Linked DNA regions of Mus musculus: regions 2 and 3 are each linked to region 1. A link is a contact called in public Hi-C data. All regions are on one chromosome and are shown on one strand. The core of a region is the stretch at or near the end of the contact, and the rest is flanking DNA. Distances in the headings are between cores, read along the strand shown.

Region 1 (4,846 bases), core at 989-3,488:
AGATAGATAGGACTGAAGAGAGGAGGTACCAATAAAAAAATAAATAAATAAAGTGAGAAGAACCAAATGAGGAGCACGTGTGAATAGAGCTTATTTTGTTTTGTCTTGTTTCTTTTTTATGCGTGGATGACAGTGTTCAAGACAAGTCCGTTTACATCACAGGGAAGCTGGATTGTTGGAGAGCACTGACAATTTTAGGTAATCCTGGACATAAGATGAGACGCTTTATAGATGAAGACTTCTATCCATACTAAATATTTTACTAGCAGAGAAAAGAAGAGGAGATGAGAGAGAAATGTAGGGGTGGAGAACAAGACATCGCCTTATCAGTCACACAGTACACACGGAGGTGGACAGTTATTGCATATTGCAATGGAGGCTGCTTGAAATGTAGTCAATTGACTCCAGATGTTAGTTTCTTGTGAGGATTTTGGGAGACCGGGGTGGGGTGGGGGGAAGAGAGAGAGAGAGAGAGAGAGAGAGAGAGAGAGAGAGAGAGAGAGAGAGAGAGAGAGAGAGAAGCCAAAACTTTATGGGAGCACAAACAATCATAAGCTAAAGGAATTACAAAGTATAAGCAACCGTCTATCTATCTATCTATCTATCTATCTATCTATCTATCTATCTATCTATCTATCTATTTTAGCTTAGGAGACTCCCTGCTTCTTTAAGCTTGGTGACTGAAATGACAAAGCAAAGTAGTCTATGATAACTTAGTTTAAGAACATTTACAGATGGCTGGCCCTTGTCTAAACAGAATATTCCATAAACAACCCTACCGAAAAGGTTCCTGATGTGGTTGGTGTCCAAACACACACTTGGAACCCAGCACCACTGGTAGTTTATGATGTTTTATTGAGAAGTAAACTCCAGGAAGAAATCCCTGAGACTCCATCCCAGGTACATGGGGGTGATGAATAGAGCTTATATAAAATACTAAGGTGTTTTAAGGAGATGTTGATGCCATAGGATATTTTTTTCATCTATTTTAGTAATTCACAGAAAGTTGAGAGCTGGGGGGAGTGGCTTAGTGGGTAAGCAGTTGGCCTGCTTGCATGGGGAGAGGAGTCGGGAGCCACAGCACCCAGGTGAATGTACTTCGAAGGCCCCAGAGTGAGACTTGATTTGCCTATAGGACAGAAAGCATGTAAGTTTGGAAAACGAAGAGAACAAATGGCATGAGACAAGACAAAAGAAATTAAGATATATCACAGGTAAGGAACTTTTAAAGTGCTGCCAATAATCTTTAATTTTTATATAAGCAAGTAATAGAATAAAATGTTCATTTTTTTTCCCTAGATTTATTTATTTTATGTGTGTGTGTTTTTCTCAGATGCATGTCTGGTGACCACAGATGTGAGAAGTGGGTGCTGGAGCCCCCTGGAACTAGAGTAATGAATGATTGTGAATCACCAGGTGGGTGTTAGGAACAGAACCTGGTACTCTGTCAGAGTAGCAAGCGTACTTAATAGCTGAGCTGTCTCTACAGCCCATGTTCATTGTTCTTTAAAGCTCCTGTTATCAAAAGAACAACAACAAAATAAGCCTGTTGCCCTGATCCCTGTCTCATTTTTGCCTCAACTGTAGGAAATATTCTTTCAGACTTTTTATAATCCACTTATGATTGCATATTCCTGTCTACAATGCTTAATTTTGATGACCTCAATTTAAATTATCTAAAAATAGTGCACATGCAGAGTGTGTTGTTTTGTAATTTGTTTTTTATTTATGTATTAGTGATTTTTCTATATCTGCCACACATGCTTCTCTTAACTTATTATAAAATATGTATGACTCAGAGTATACATTCCTTATTATTTTCGTTAACTATTACCTTACTGATTGACATTTAGGTTATTTTCCAGTCCTATTGATGGAACTTGGAGTCTAACACACAGACAAACATTGCACTGGGAGTGAAATACCCAGCCACACCCGTTCATGTTTCTTAATTTAAGCCCAGGTTGGCCCAAACTCATGATCCTTCTGCTTTCACTTCCAAACACTGGGGTTGCATGTCTATGACATCATAGTTGGCTTTCTAACTTTTAATGATAAAAATATTCCAAACGATTTTTCTGAGACAGGGGTTTTACTGTGTAGCCCTGACTGACCTGGAACTAGCTATGTAGACCACATTGCCCTTACGCTCTTAGCTAGTTCCACCACCCTATGTGGTGTACTTAAGCCACCACCCCTAACCAAAAAAAATTTTTTTGTATACACATATCTGTAGTATTTAGATTTCTATCACCATATGGCTTAGGCATATCGATGGCTTAGTTTTACTTCTGGATATCTTCAGGGGAATTTCAAGCTAAAATTGTCATTTGCAATCTGAATCATGCACGTGAAAACAGGCTCAGGGGACTTTTATTTATGATGCATGTAACAGGGCTGGGTGGGGTTTCCAACCTGCTTTGGCAGAACACAGTAAGGCCATGTAGCGAGTTGTGCCCACTATTAGAGTTTGCATTATTTTCATAAGTGGAAGTAAAATCCCTTGAGTTAAGCATGTAACATCTTTGTGGTTTGAGGAGGAGAGATAAAGAGCTGAGGGCTAGGGTCTGACTCAATACCAGCAGACATCTCTATTCCAGGAGACAGTACGAACTCGGAACAACCGAGAATCATCTCTGAAGGGGACATGTGATGCATCATCTTCTATTCTGAGGAAATGAAGTCATAGCCTGAGCAAGGCTAAATATTTCCTTCTTGTTTCTATGTGCAGATCAAGCTTTAGGCAAATGATGGCACTTCACTTATGGGACCAGCACAGCTACATATCTATGCTCCTGATAAATAAGTTGTACCATTAATTGCATTTAGCGTACTTATCCTACCTAATATATTGGCTTAGCAATGCAGTCTACTACAGAATGTTGGCTGTTTCCCCTCAGAATTGTCTAAGAGCTGTGAGAATTGTGGCTTGATGCCCCTGCACAGCATGAAGGAGGCTATTGTACCACCTCTGAGTAGCCTATGACACTGTACGAAATCCAGCCTCAAAGCATCCCTTCCATTGAACGTGATTCAGTATTGTAAAGCTGAAATATCAGAATTAAGTCAGGGGCCATTGATGGCTATTGCCATTTTGGGTGTTTGTTTGTTTGCTTGCTTTGTCTTGTTTTCTTAAAAACAAAACAAAACAAAACCAAAAACCAGTCGCTGAAGTGGTTTATCCCAGTAGCCGAATGAACAAAGAGAACTCCTTAAAGAATGCCAGAGAGGAGTTAAAGAGAAATCTCTTGCATGTCCAGCCTCCCTTCTCACCTCCACACAATAGGAATTCTCTATCCTTTCTGGGTGCCTGAAACCTTCCAGTTATGGTTCTCTTTGGCAGAGCTTCACGCCTCTCTGCTTCAGGCGGGCAATTTGTCAGGAAGGTTTGGCTTGCCTCACCTTTATTCTTCCTTCCCTTCATTCACTCCAGCTTCAAGAGCCTCTAATTAGCCGTGTGACTTAATTACTCCAGCTCGATCTTCTTCTGCTTGTGGTTCTCCCACTGCTTAGGACTCAACAGTGGCTGCACCTTCTCAAGAGGCAAGGTCTTTTTCTGGAAATCCATTCTCTCATCCACTCTGTCCTGTCACTTCCACAGAGGTGGCGTGGGGGTGGGAGCAGTAGTTTTGTATGTCTGATTCTGAGCCACATTTATTCTGCATTTGAGAGAATCAAATTCCTATGTAGCATGCAGCTGAACAAGGGACCTCGGTTAGGCTGGGGATTGGCTGACTAGATACTAAGCTGAGAACACCAGCACTAAGTGCTTAACTCATTTCTACTATCTGAGGGACATCAGATGATAGTGAACTAGAGCCCCTTTTCTTTAATTTTCAATTGTATTTATTTATTTTGTGTGCATGTGGAGGTTGGAGGATGACAACTTGCAGGAGTCGGTTCTATCCTTTCACCACGTGGGTGCTAAGGTTGGAACCCAGGCCTTCAGGCTAAGCAGGGCAAGCCCCTCACCCACTGAGCCACCTTGCCGGTTTTGGTGCCTTCTATTTTTACTAGACATCCTTGCTTGTCATGTTTCTTGGTTTGTTTGTTTTGTTTTTGTTTTTTGTTTGTTTGTTTTGTTTTGTTAGCAGATAAATCAAATGAAGACACCATAAAGACAGTGTGTAACAGTTGCGAACTGGTTTAGGTCACACCTATAAAGACTAGGTGGAGATTCCTGTAAGTGACCCAGAATAATTTGGTGTTTCTCTAGGCTATCCACAGAAACAAAACTCACTATCTTACAGAGATATTTTTGATGACTAGTGAATCAGATCTCTCAGCACTTTGGTAAGCAACATTTTTTGTACTTGATATTTTCCTTATGGAAATAATGTTGGCAAGTAAAATCATCTCTCATTTTAGCCATGAATAACTCTAAGCACTATGTTTGTTATGGGAGCAGTTATGTGAGATCTTAGATGGCCTTGTCACTCCTGCATTGGAATGTGATAGGAACAGATGCATCTGCCAAGAAACTTCTGAGTATTTAGATATTAAGTTTGAACTTGGAGTTGACTAGGTCCTGGGCTTTCTAGGTCCCTAAAGATGAAGTCTGAGATGTAGCAGCTGGAGCCCACACAGCATGAGCGAGCAACCCTGTTTGCTGCATTTAACACAGAAGGACCTCCTCCGTCCATCGTGAGGCTCCTTGACTGGGAGACCGTCAGCTGTCAGTCACACTCGAACCACAAAAAACCTCCTGTGGTCTTTTAAACATCATGATTTGTTTTACTTGGAAATTTTGCACCATTAAGTTCTTTTAAAATCCTCATATATTTTTAAATTTATTTAAAATTCAGATTCTCTATTTCTCATTTTATCACTGCTTTAATTAGGCATA
Region 2 (4,846 bases), core at 745-3,244, 690 kb after region 1:
CCAGGCCTGCTTTCTGATATAGCACACTCCCGAGTCAATCTGGAAAGAGGTTTTTGTTTTTGTTTTTTTTTTTTTTAATTTGCTTTGAGTGAGTTTCTTCTAGCAAATAGAAGCAATATGATTTTAATCAACAGTGATGAAAGACTTTGGGAAAGCATTACAAGGTAAGGTAATAGCATCTTACTCTTAAATGCAGTGATGCTATAAACATCTCAGTGATGGGCATCTCACTCGTGCCTTCTGATCATTTTCAAACATAGTTCATTACGTAACTTTCTTTTCCCATAGTTCTTGGAGGTAAAAGGAAAAATGGCCGCGATAGAAACACATTTGTCTGGTGATAGTCACAGGTAACTGTGCACTTATAGGTACCCAGACACAACACCACCCAAAGGAAATTCCCCTGTCCCCTCCCACAAAAAGTCCTAGCCTTCTGTGCTTCTCCTTCATGTCCTCCAGCCTTAGGATCCTTAATTACAAAGGCTGAATGGCTTCCTGCGCCAAGAACTTCAAAAGGCCTGCTTTACTTGACATATATATATACCTTGTCCCATGGAATCTTTACCTGGGTATTTGTACCGGAACCAAAAACCAAGAAATGATGCAGAGGCCATTTTAGGACATAAAATAGTCATGTAACACGGTCCCTGGCAACAACATCATTCCCAAGGCCCTGAGTTAGGCCCTCGATACTTTTGAGGGATTGAAAGAAGAGGAACAAAGCAGATGACATCCTCAAAAATATTCATTTTGTTATCAACTGTTTTTTTTTTAAATAGATGCCTATTTTATCTTGTGAATGACTTTAAATGTGACACGTTAAAATCCCATTTTAAAGACGAATTGAGTTTTGCATACATGTATAAACTTAGACACTATGGCCTTTGAGTTCAATATTGTAGACAAGGAATATTTCCATAGCAATAAATCAAATGGATGGTAGAACTAAACAGAAAGCAGTGTAGAGAACCATCTTCAATGGAGTCGAAACAGAAATTGTACAAATAGCCAGCGTTGACAGAGTAACCTCATTTCAATAATCCAGTCTAAAAACAGCACCCACAAAAGCTTACTTTTCCAAGTCTCTGCCAATAAAGTTATTTCAACACGATGTGTCCTTCCCCTTAGGGAAAAGTGTGAACACACTTTGTGCTGTTGGGGGAAAAGATGTGTGTGGGGCAGAGTCGTTAACTGTCTAAGATCTGGTACAGTTTAGGGATGAAGTGACATGGAGTTTTGGCCAATGCATCTGTTGGTTCCCTTCTGGGAAGTCAAGAATTGGGGGTTGAGAGTGGGGGCAATGGACTGTACCCAGAGGCAATTGTAGGGTCTGTCCACAAAAGGCTCCCCCCCCCCCCACGAAGGACCAGACTGCAGAGTGACCCGGGTCCCCCTTTCCCATCCCTGGGCCCGGGCGCCTGTCGCTCACCTCGGTGTCACTGTTGAGGTTCCAGAGGTCCAAGCGCCCCATCCCGTCCACGCAGGCAAAGAGCGCGGGATGCACGGGGGACCACATGACATCGTACACATAGTCTGCATTGTCTTCAAAGGAGTAGAGCGGCTTGTTGTGCTGTAAAGCAGAGAGACCGTGAAGACTTAGTGGCGCTGCCGCCGCCTCGGGCTGTCTAGAGAGCCTAATTAAAAACTTTGCACATTCACCAAGTGTCATAAAACTTCCCGAGATGAAAGTCCTCGAGAAGGTGAACCGGAGCTTTAATGTGACTACAACTGTCCAGTGGCATAAATAAATCCCCGGGGGTGGGGTGTACTTTGAATGGGCCGGGGCCGGGACCCGCGGAGCGAGGCGGTTTCAGACACAGTTGTAAGCGACATTCCAGACAGGTGGACGCGACTGCCATTAGCTCGGAATTCTTGCCAGGCCAAGCTGTGCATGCAGGTCGCGGGAGCCTGAACCCAGCAGTGGGCTGAGGGGCTTGGACCTGCTGGCATGCTCCGAAGCCCGGGCGGTCCCTGGCGACCCTGGCTCTGCACCGAAGGCAACGTCTGCCACCTCGTGGACCTCCCTTGTCGCTGCAGCAACGATGGCTTCTTCCAGTCCAACTGCAGGCCAAATTCATATTTTAACTCTTTTTGTGCGGCGAGGGAAGGAGACAAATACCTTTAAATGCGGGTTTGCGCTCTTACAGAAAAGTGGAAATCTCTCCACTCAAGACCTTAGCCTCCCTGTATGGGGTTAGTTCGCCAGAACCAAGTGGAGCAATGTGGCTCATTCTAGAACCTCTGAACTTACACAGAAAATATGACTTCCTTTCTAAATCACCAAGGATTTCCAAGACCCCTACAGTTGATGTTCTGAGGGGAAACACAGAGCATTTTTCCACTGCATACAAATGCCTCCACTCCAGAGGGATATAATAAATTAAAATGGCACACTTGATTTCCAGCGAATATTGTCACATCAAAATAGCACAGAAGTCAGAGGCAAGTTTGAAAGTACACCAGAAATAAAACGTAATTGGACTTTATGAATTATTCATTCCATCTGGCTTGTCTTATTCTAATTTCTGCATAATGGCTTTACTAATCCCTGATCAATTAATGTAAAATGAAATTTAAATGATAATGAAAGCCCTAGAGATAAAAGAAATTAACTATTCTTATATCCTCTGACAGAAATCTAAACAATGGGAATTTTTGTCTTCTTCCTCCAGTCAGCTGTCTGCACTCTCTTCTCAGGCTCTGTGGAATGTCTACACAGGCCAGGGCCTTAAGATCAAGAAAAGATAACATACAATGTAACAATCAAATCCTTTCTGCCTTGGATATTCAAAGAACTCATCTGTAGGGAATCCGCTCCAAGTTATCAGCGAGAACTGCCAATGTGTGCTGCTTGTGAATGCGAGATGCCCACAGTACATGGGCTGAGATTAGAGCGGCGAGAATCAGTGCAAACCCACAGTTCTTAAACTGAAACCGAATGCACCGACGTGTTAGGGGAGTGACTGTAACTTCCATTATTTGCATTTCCTTGACGCGTAAAAGTAACTGGTTTGATGCAAACAAAGTTTAGATAGATTAGGGCAGCACAGATTGTAGATAAACTAGTGTGTGTGTGTGTGTGTGTATTTGTGTTTGAGTGTGTGTGAGTTTGTGTGTGATGTTTTTTAAAGAGATAGATGCGTCATATTTTTAACTTCAAAAGTATTTCTGAGGAAATATAATTTGAAAAAAATACCCACCATTGAAACACCAAGAAGGAACAAACTAAACATTTGTTTTATAGTGATGTAATATTATTATTCTGTAATTTCTAGATAAACATGTTTTAAATCTCATTTCTGTCATATGACTAGAAACCAAAATTATTTGTTTATCAGCTACTGCTTATGCCTTCTTCTCATTGTTTATATTAGATAATTCATACTTTTTTAGACAATCCAAGTATCAAATTATTACCTGATAGCATGATTGTATCATTTTGCCTTATTTATCCAAAAGAAAGTACGAAATAGCTGGTGTTTCTCACTGACCATCGTGTATATTACAATCTGACTCTTTGTTTAAAAAAGAATGTCACCACAGACTCTTGATTTTATACCTAACTGGCCACTAATAGAGAATGCAACATATTTCTTTTAGTCATTAACAGCTAAAGACGTGTGATTTAAAGAGGTGATTCTTTGTATTCTTTCTCACTCAGTCAATAGTTCATCTAAGCGCACAGAGCTGAGGATATGGGCACACATGCAATCATACAACAAACACACAACACACATGCCATTATTGTTTTGATCAATTAAAACCCCATCCAGCTTCAAACAACCCTTCTCCAAGGAGCTGTCAACACAAGACATACTAATCCCTTTAAAAACTATCCTGCTCATTCTATGATAGTCTTCCTTTTTTTCCCTTTGAAATTTTCTTTACTGATAAATTCGGTAAAAATTATACTATATCCTGGAGACACCACTTTTGAAACATCTGGAAATAACTGCTCTTCTTCTCAGTTTTTTTCCTTTTCACCAGATTGATAGAAATGCTCTTTCTCGTTTGTCTTTCTGAAACCTCCTCATCAGCACCTCCCCACCCCCAAGGCTGAACCTTCTATCACAAAGGTCACCCTGAAAGCAACACTTGTCCATAGTAGGCGTGTGCTTGGGAACAGGGAGAGGTGTTACATTTCAAGGGCTCTGTTTAACCTTGATAAGTTGATAGGTTGGAAAACTTACAGAACTCATTACTGTATGCTCTGGGCTTCTATCTACAGACCGATAGATGCCATGTCCCATAGAGGCATAAAATACCAGTGCAGGCAAATGTCACTTGAACACCCGTACTATTTTGAGTAACAATTACACTTTGTTCAATACACAATTTTTATCATTCTATTTTATTTTGTCTCCAAGTATCACATTATTAAAGATCTTCCTCAAATGCTTAATGTTTTTTAAAAATGTATGGTAAATACTAATATCATGAAATATTAACATTTTCCAAAAGAACCTTGATATTCTTCAATCTCAAGAACATTGCTTTGGAGTTTGTGCAACAGAAACTTCAGGGCCCACAAATTTGTTATAGTATGGCTATTGATTTTAGAATACCACAGGTTTTCAAAAGACAGTATGGGAACAAACACTGTCAATGCTTTTGAGGAGGAATTTCACAATATCCTCTCTGTATATCAAAGCCATAGAAGCATCATGATTTAAAACATTCACTCTAGGAAAATACCCGAGGTCATTCAGTTAACTAAATATTGCTCCAAAGGATATTGCTGTGGAAAGCGTTCTGCAAAGCAGTCAAATTTCACTGGACAACGCCCCCTTCACCTGTATGTTTTCCTTTCAAATGCCATGCTTAGCATCAGCAACATGTCAAGAAA
Region 3 (4,846 bases), core at 1,054-3,553, 570 kb after region 1:
CCGGGCAGTGGTGGAGCACACCTTTAATCCCAGAGGCAGAGACAGGCGGATTTCTGAGTTCGAGGCCAGCCTGGTCTACAAAGTGAGTTCCAGGACAGCCAGGGCTACACAGAGAAACCCTGTCTCGAAAAAACCAAAAAAAGGGGGAAAAAAAAAAAAAAGAGTGTGGCTCCCAGTCAAGTGGTGTTAGCATACGTCTGACACCTTAGCACACAGGCAGAAACAGGAGGATTCTAAGTTTTAGAGTAGCTTGACACTACATAGCAAAAGACAGACAGACAGATAGACACGCGCTCATGCGCACACACACACGCACACATGCACACACACACACACACACACACACACACACACACACACACCAGACCCCAGGGCCTGACTTAGCGTCGAGCACTATACTTCGTGTTTCCATATGTAGAATGAAAGTCATGGCGTCTACAGTATCAGGTATTGAGAGTTTGAGAGGGCAAAGCCCTCAGCACAAGGTTTACCTTCTATTTCTCCTGACTTACAGCCCATATGACTTTCCCAGGGACTTTCGGTGTTCCTTTTATAGAGAGCTTAACTTTTGTTTTTAACATAAAGTGTCCACTCTGTTTCTCATTATGGCCACCCATTGCATCTCTCTCACAGATGAAAGTATTTTTAATCTGTGCTGGGGTCTTCTTTCTCCCTGTCATCCTAGGTGAGAATTCTCTAGAGATAGAGCCTGCTTCACTTTTTTAGCATCCGAATTATCATAATAGCGTCTCCCCATTTTGTGTGTGTGTGTGTGTGTGTGTGTGTGAGAGAGAGAGAGAGAGAGAGAGAGAGAGAGAGAGAGAGAGAGAGAATTTTGGGATGAGTAAAAATCACTTTTCCAACAGGGCTGTGTCAAAGCTCACTCAAAAGCTCACCTCAAGCTCTTCTGAAATTCTTTTTTCTAAGCTAACAAGGGTCCAAGTCAGCTTATGATCCCACTGTGATCCTCCCAGAGCAGAGTAGCCCAGCCATGAGGACTCGCAGTTTGGAGTCACACCGTCCTCAGTGTGCGTCTCAGCTCAGCTGCTGTGTGACTTTGAGTCAACTGCCCTCCCACCCCTGTGCTCCGCTTCATGTGTCTTTCTGTAAAATGAAGACGAGTTATTACAGGCTTCAATCAAACCCTACCTCAACCTTAGTCCAGCAGTAAATGGTTAGGGTTGAGCTGCTACTGTGATTCTCTGCCCTGTCCATGTGTCTCTATGTCCGTGTGTCCATCATCCTGTGCCTATGACTGGTTCTCATGACTCAGCAGTTCTGGATTAGAAAGGACTTTACAGGTGTTTTAGCCCTTCACCTGACAGAAATCAGAGCTACCACTTACCAAGTGTCTGAAAAAGCCTTGGGGCCTAAGACGCCAGCTAGCTCAGCTGAGCTCCGCCACATAGTGTCATGGTGCATTACAGTCTTCTGTCATTGGGGCTGCCACTCCCCTCCATCAACGGAAAGTGAAATGTGTGACAGGTGTCCCTTTGCCCAGAGTTAAAGTGTTACCAGTGACACTTGCTTGTGGGAGATGTTTCATCACTCAATAGTTTTATAAGTGAGAGAGCAGTGTATTATGCTGCAGCCTACCCCAGTATCTTCTTCCCATTGATTCTCTTTTTAAAAGAAATACAGAAAGGTGACTTAGCTCCTTCCCTGGCTCTTTAACCTGCCAGTCTGTTAAGCTGTAAATACTTTATTATAATGACAGTTCTCCCATTGTTCCCTTCCCTTAGGAAATGAGTGTTATCACCTGTGTTCTCCTTCGCACTTTTGTCCCTTGTGCCACACACATAGGAAGCACCAACCTCTTGGTGGCCCTTACAGATAGCTGTGTTCGATACTCTTTAGTAGCTATAGAGATAGTGTCGAGGGATTTAAGCCGCTGTATCGTGGGCACTAAGCCCAGTCTTCATTTCGAAGCTAGCACACCATTGATTTTAACATTTGCAGAGTTCTCTGTACATTTCGCTCTACGGCTTCCCCACCCTCGCCCACCTCCACACCGCCATCCCTGACTCCCACCTCCTACCCCGTTCAGGGCTCTTAGGGCTGAAAGGAGAACCTGAGGGAAGAATCACCTTGTGTTGACTGCACGCCCTGTGATGATCAGTGAGGAGATCCAAGAGTTCTGGACACATCGGTTTTTGCCTCAAAGGAAACTCAGGAATGTTATCATATTCTCTCACAAAACCAGGCACAGACAAAATCTAGAGCATGCAGAGTAATACAGAAGCCTGCCCGGGGATGCAGCTCACTTGGTAGAGGCTTAGCTAACAGGCACGAGGCCCTCGCCCAGTCAGCATGGTCATAAACTGGGTCTGATGACACATGCTCATAATCTCAGTACTCAGCAGGAGGAGGAACTGGAAAGGAAGGTTAAGGTCATTCTTGGCTATGCAGAGAGTTTGAGCCCAGCCCAGGCTTAAATAAATACATAGAGTAACATAAAATAAAATTCTTATAGTTTTTAGATGGCCAAGTATCAGGTGTAGTTTTGGTCAAGTTCCCTAATGTAGGTTTTCCAGGGCTTCCTGTGCACCATGGTCAGGTAGCAAGCAGGCACTTTGTGTGTGTGTGTGTGTGTGTGTGTGTGTGTGTGTGTGTGTGTGTGTGTGTGTAAGGAACACCCGGACTTGAGTTCCAGCTCTGCTGCCCCTGGCAGGGGGACCTCAGCTCCCTCCCTGGATGGCGTAAGGTTAATGCTTATGACCTGTGTGCTGCATCCGATGGCACTACCTAAGGGAAGACGATTCCGAGGAGTCAAGGCTGGTCAAGCCTAGGTTCCACGTCAGGACCTGCCCTCACGTGCTGGGGTGGGAGCAGGCCCTGATTTTAGTGATGTAGCTTACATAGAAGAACCAGCCAAAACCATCTTCACGGGTATAGCTTCAATTTCAAGCATGGAATTTTAATGTCTCCAGTTTTTAGGAGTTGTTAAAAAATGAGCTCTCAATTTTCTCATCATCAGGATTAAAGGAGCTGTTTTTGTTGTTTTGTTTATTTTTTGTTTTAATTTTTGTTTTGTTTTGTTGCCTGTTTGTAGGATCCCTACTGCCAACTCTCCTATTGAGACTATGCAGTCAGCAAAGGAAACAATATCCTCTTCACAGATATGTTCCCACCACAAACACACCACCTCTTTTTTGGTGTGGCCGTCATGGGCCTTCTACAACCTTTGGTATCTATTTTTCCCTTTGCCATTTCAGACAGTCTGGTCTTCATGTGCTGGGTTTCTGCTGTGTGAGGAGAAGGGTTGGCTGTGCCATATGAAGCTGCTTCTGGATCCTAAAGACTGAGTTCTAACTAGGAAAATAGAAAATACCCACAGAGCACCTCTGCTGTTGCTCAGGGCAACCTTGGCTTTCTACAGCACTGACAGTGTGTCTGAGAACGGTGCCCCTTCATCTCCGTTCAATTGAATACCTACTATGGTCTTTGCTTGCAATGGAATACCTACTGAGGTCATTTTATCACTATGTGTCTTGAGCAGTTAGTCTTTTTTCCTCTTGAATTGGAGGTTCTTGGATAGACAACTCCATTTTTGTTGAATAGGTCCTGATTTGTTCATTCAGTTGGCTTTCCGGACTGCCTGTCATTGATAATGTCTGTGGCACAGAGTGTCCGTTGTATGTCCTAGAATGATGACAGCACAGCTTGGGAAAGACATAGGCAGAATGTGTCACTTCATCCATGGCAGAGGCAGGAAAGCCAACAGTGTCACCTCTATTTCTGATGTAAGGGGGAATCTCCAAACATGCTCATCTCCGGAACCACATGACAGGGTGCTGATGTTTAGTGCAGAGGCCAAGATGAGTTTTCCAGTTGTATAAAGCGTCTGTATGGCAGAGATGTTGCCCTGAGTGCTTCCCCCAGGATCCTGAGCACCTTCCGTCGGAGATCAGTCTCGGTGATTCAGACCACTGCATCTGTCCACTGAGGAAAGAGGAGGCTGGATCTGGGACTTTGAAAGGTGGCAGGATGCATGCGAGGCGGACTGCTGTGGTCAGAGACTGACAGTGAGGACAATCAGAGAACCTAGGCCAGGTCTGAGGAAGCGCTGAACCCCTGCTGTCAGAGAAGGAAAGATGCATTCGAGTGAACTTTTAAAGGCTCGGGGAACATAATTTGGCAACTGCTTCACACTTGGGAGGAAGGAAGCTTACAGAATTGAAAACGACAGCTTTTCAGGTGGTGTCACTGGGAAACCAACCTGCCAATAATTAAGCTTTGAAGCCAGCAAAGGGACAAGAGTTGAGTCCTAGGTGGGGACATTAATAGTGGGGTTGGTGATGTGTAATTTTATGGCCTTTGTAAGATACATCCAGGATATATCCTTAGAAATTCTGGTCTAGCAGGTAGGACTGGGAGATTTAGAAGCAGACAGTCATCCTTAGCTCCTAAGAAATTTTTGAAGTTTCGTGGCAGCGCTTTTCCTGAAAAGCAGAGAGACCTGCGGAGCAGGGCAGGATAGGGGCACATCTTAAGTAAAGATCAAGTACAGGGCTCTAGAAGGACCTGGGCCCACGAAGGATGAGTGTCATCTTGTTATCAAAGCTAAGAGATGGCTTCCTTACCAGTGAAACCCCATTTCATCTTAAATAATTTGAAATCCTTGATAGCCCTTTGGTGATACTTGTAAGTTTCATGCAGATTAGCTTTCTGAGGTCGGTTTGGAAGGTAGACAAGGTGCTGTGGAAAGTGATAACACGTCTTTCTGCAGAAGTAGTATGAAGGGAGCCCCAGTGGGAAGCAATGTTTGTTTTTTATGCCTACACTTGTCTCCTGGGCATAGCAGTAGAGAGCTATGACTCTTGTTGGAGTTTGGCCATATGAATTA

Evidence for each region. Hi-C and Micro-C count contacts between places; a contact is called where the count stands out from the background.
Region 2: a contact with region 1 is called in a Hi-C map of bone marrow-derived macrophages, with 7 read pairs. The contact joins two enhancer-like sites. A contact is called at or near these places in 4 of 484 Hi-C or Micro-C datasets (the HL-1 cell line, bone marrow-derived macrophages, cardiomyocytes and 1 more), 2 of 115 datasets of contacts at active chromatin or transcription factors (astrocytes and bone marrow-derived macrophages) and 3 of 9 other capture datasets (embryonic stem cells, embryonic tail and embryonic trunk).
Region 3: a contact with region 1 is called in a Hi-C map of adipose-derived mesenchymal stem cells, with 1.8 times the contacts expected there. The contact joins two enhancer-like sites. A contact is called at or near these places in 1 of 484 Hi-C or Micro-C datasets (adipose-derived mesenchymal stem cells), 1 of 115 datasets of contacts at active chromatin or transcription factors (embryonic basal ganglia) and 1 of 9 other capture datasets (embryonic stem cells).

The regions. Positions count from the first base shown.
Region 1 is chr6:6,690,068-6,694,913 of GRCm38.p6, reverse strand. No RefSeq gene overlaps it. Among named protein-coding and RNA genes, the nearest start is that of Gm20618, 9.9 kb to the right of the region's middle. Within about 2 kb of position 2,238, at least 17 of the 459 cell types and tissues checked have an H3K27ac peak or open chromatin away from gene starts, as enhancers often do. A contact at or near this core is called in adipose-derived mesenchymal stem cells and bone marrow-derived macrophages, where this site is marked.
Region 2 is chr6:6,002,994-6,007,839 of GRCm38.p6, reverse strand. It overlaps Dync1i1 (dynein cytoplasmic 1 intermediate chain 1), which reads right to left. Exons shown (of 17, transcript NM_010063.4): 15 at 1,430-1,570. Among named protein-coding and RNA genes, the nearest start is that of 1700019G24Rik, 28 kb to the right of the region's middle. Within about 2 kb of position 1,994, at least 97 of the 459 cell types and tissues checked have an H3K27ac peak or open chromatin away from gene starts, as enhancers often do. A contact at or near this core is called in bone marrow-derived macrophages, where this site is marked.
Region 3 is chr6:6,118,503-6,123,348 of GRCm38.p6, reverse strand. The region is part of intron 5 of Slc25a13 (solute carrier family 25 (mitochondrial carrier, adenine nucleotide translocator), member 13); the gene reads left to right. Among named protein-coding and RNA genes, the nearest start is that of Slc25a13, 96 kb to the left of the region's middle. Within about 2 kb of position 2,303, at least 8 of the 459 cell types and tissues checked have an H3K27ac peak or open chromatin away from gene starts, as enhancers often do. A contact at or near this core is called in adipose-derived mesenchymal stem cells, where this site is marked.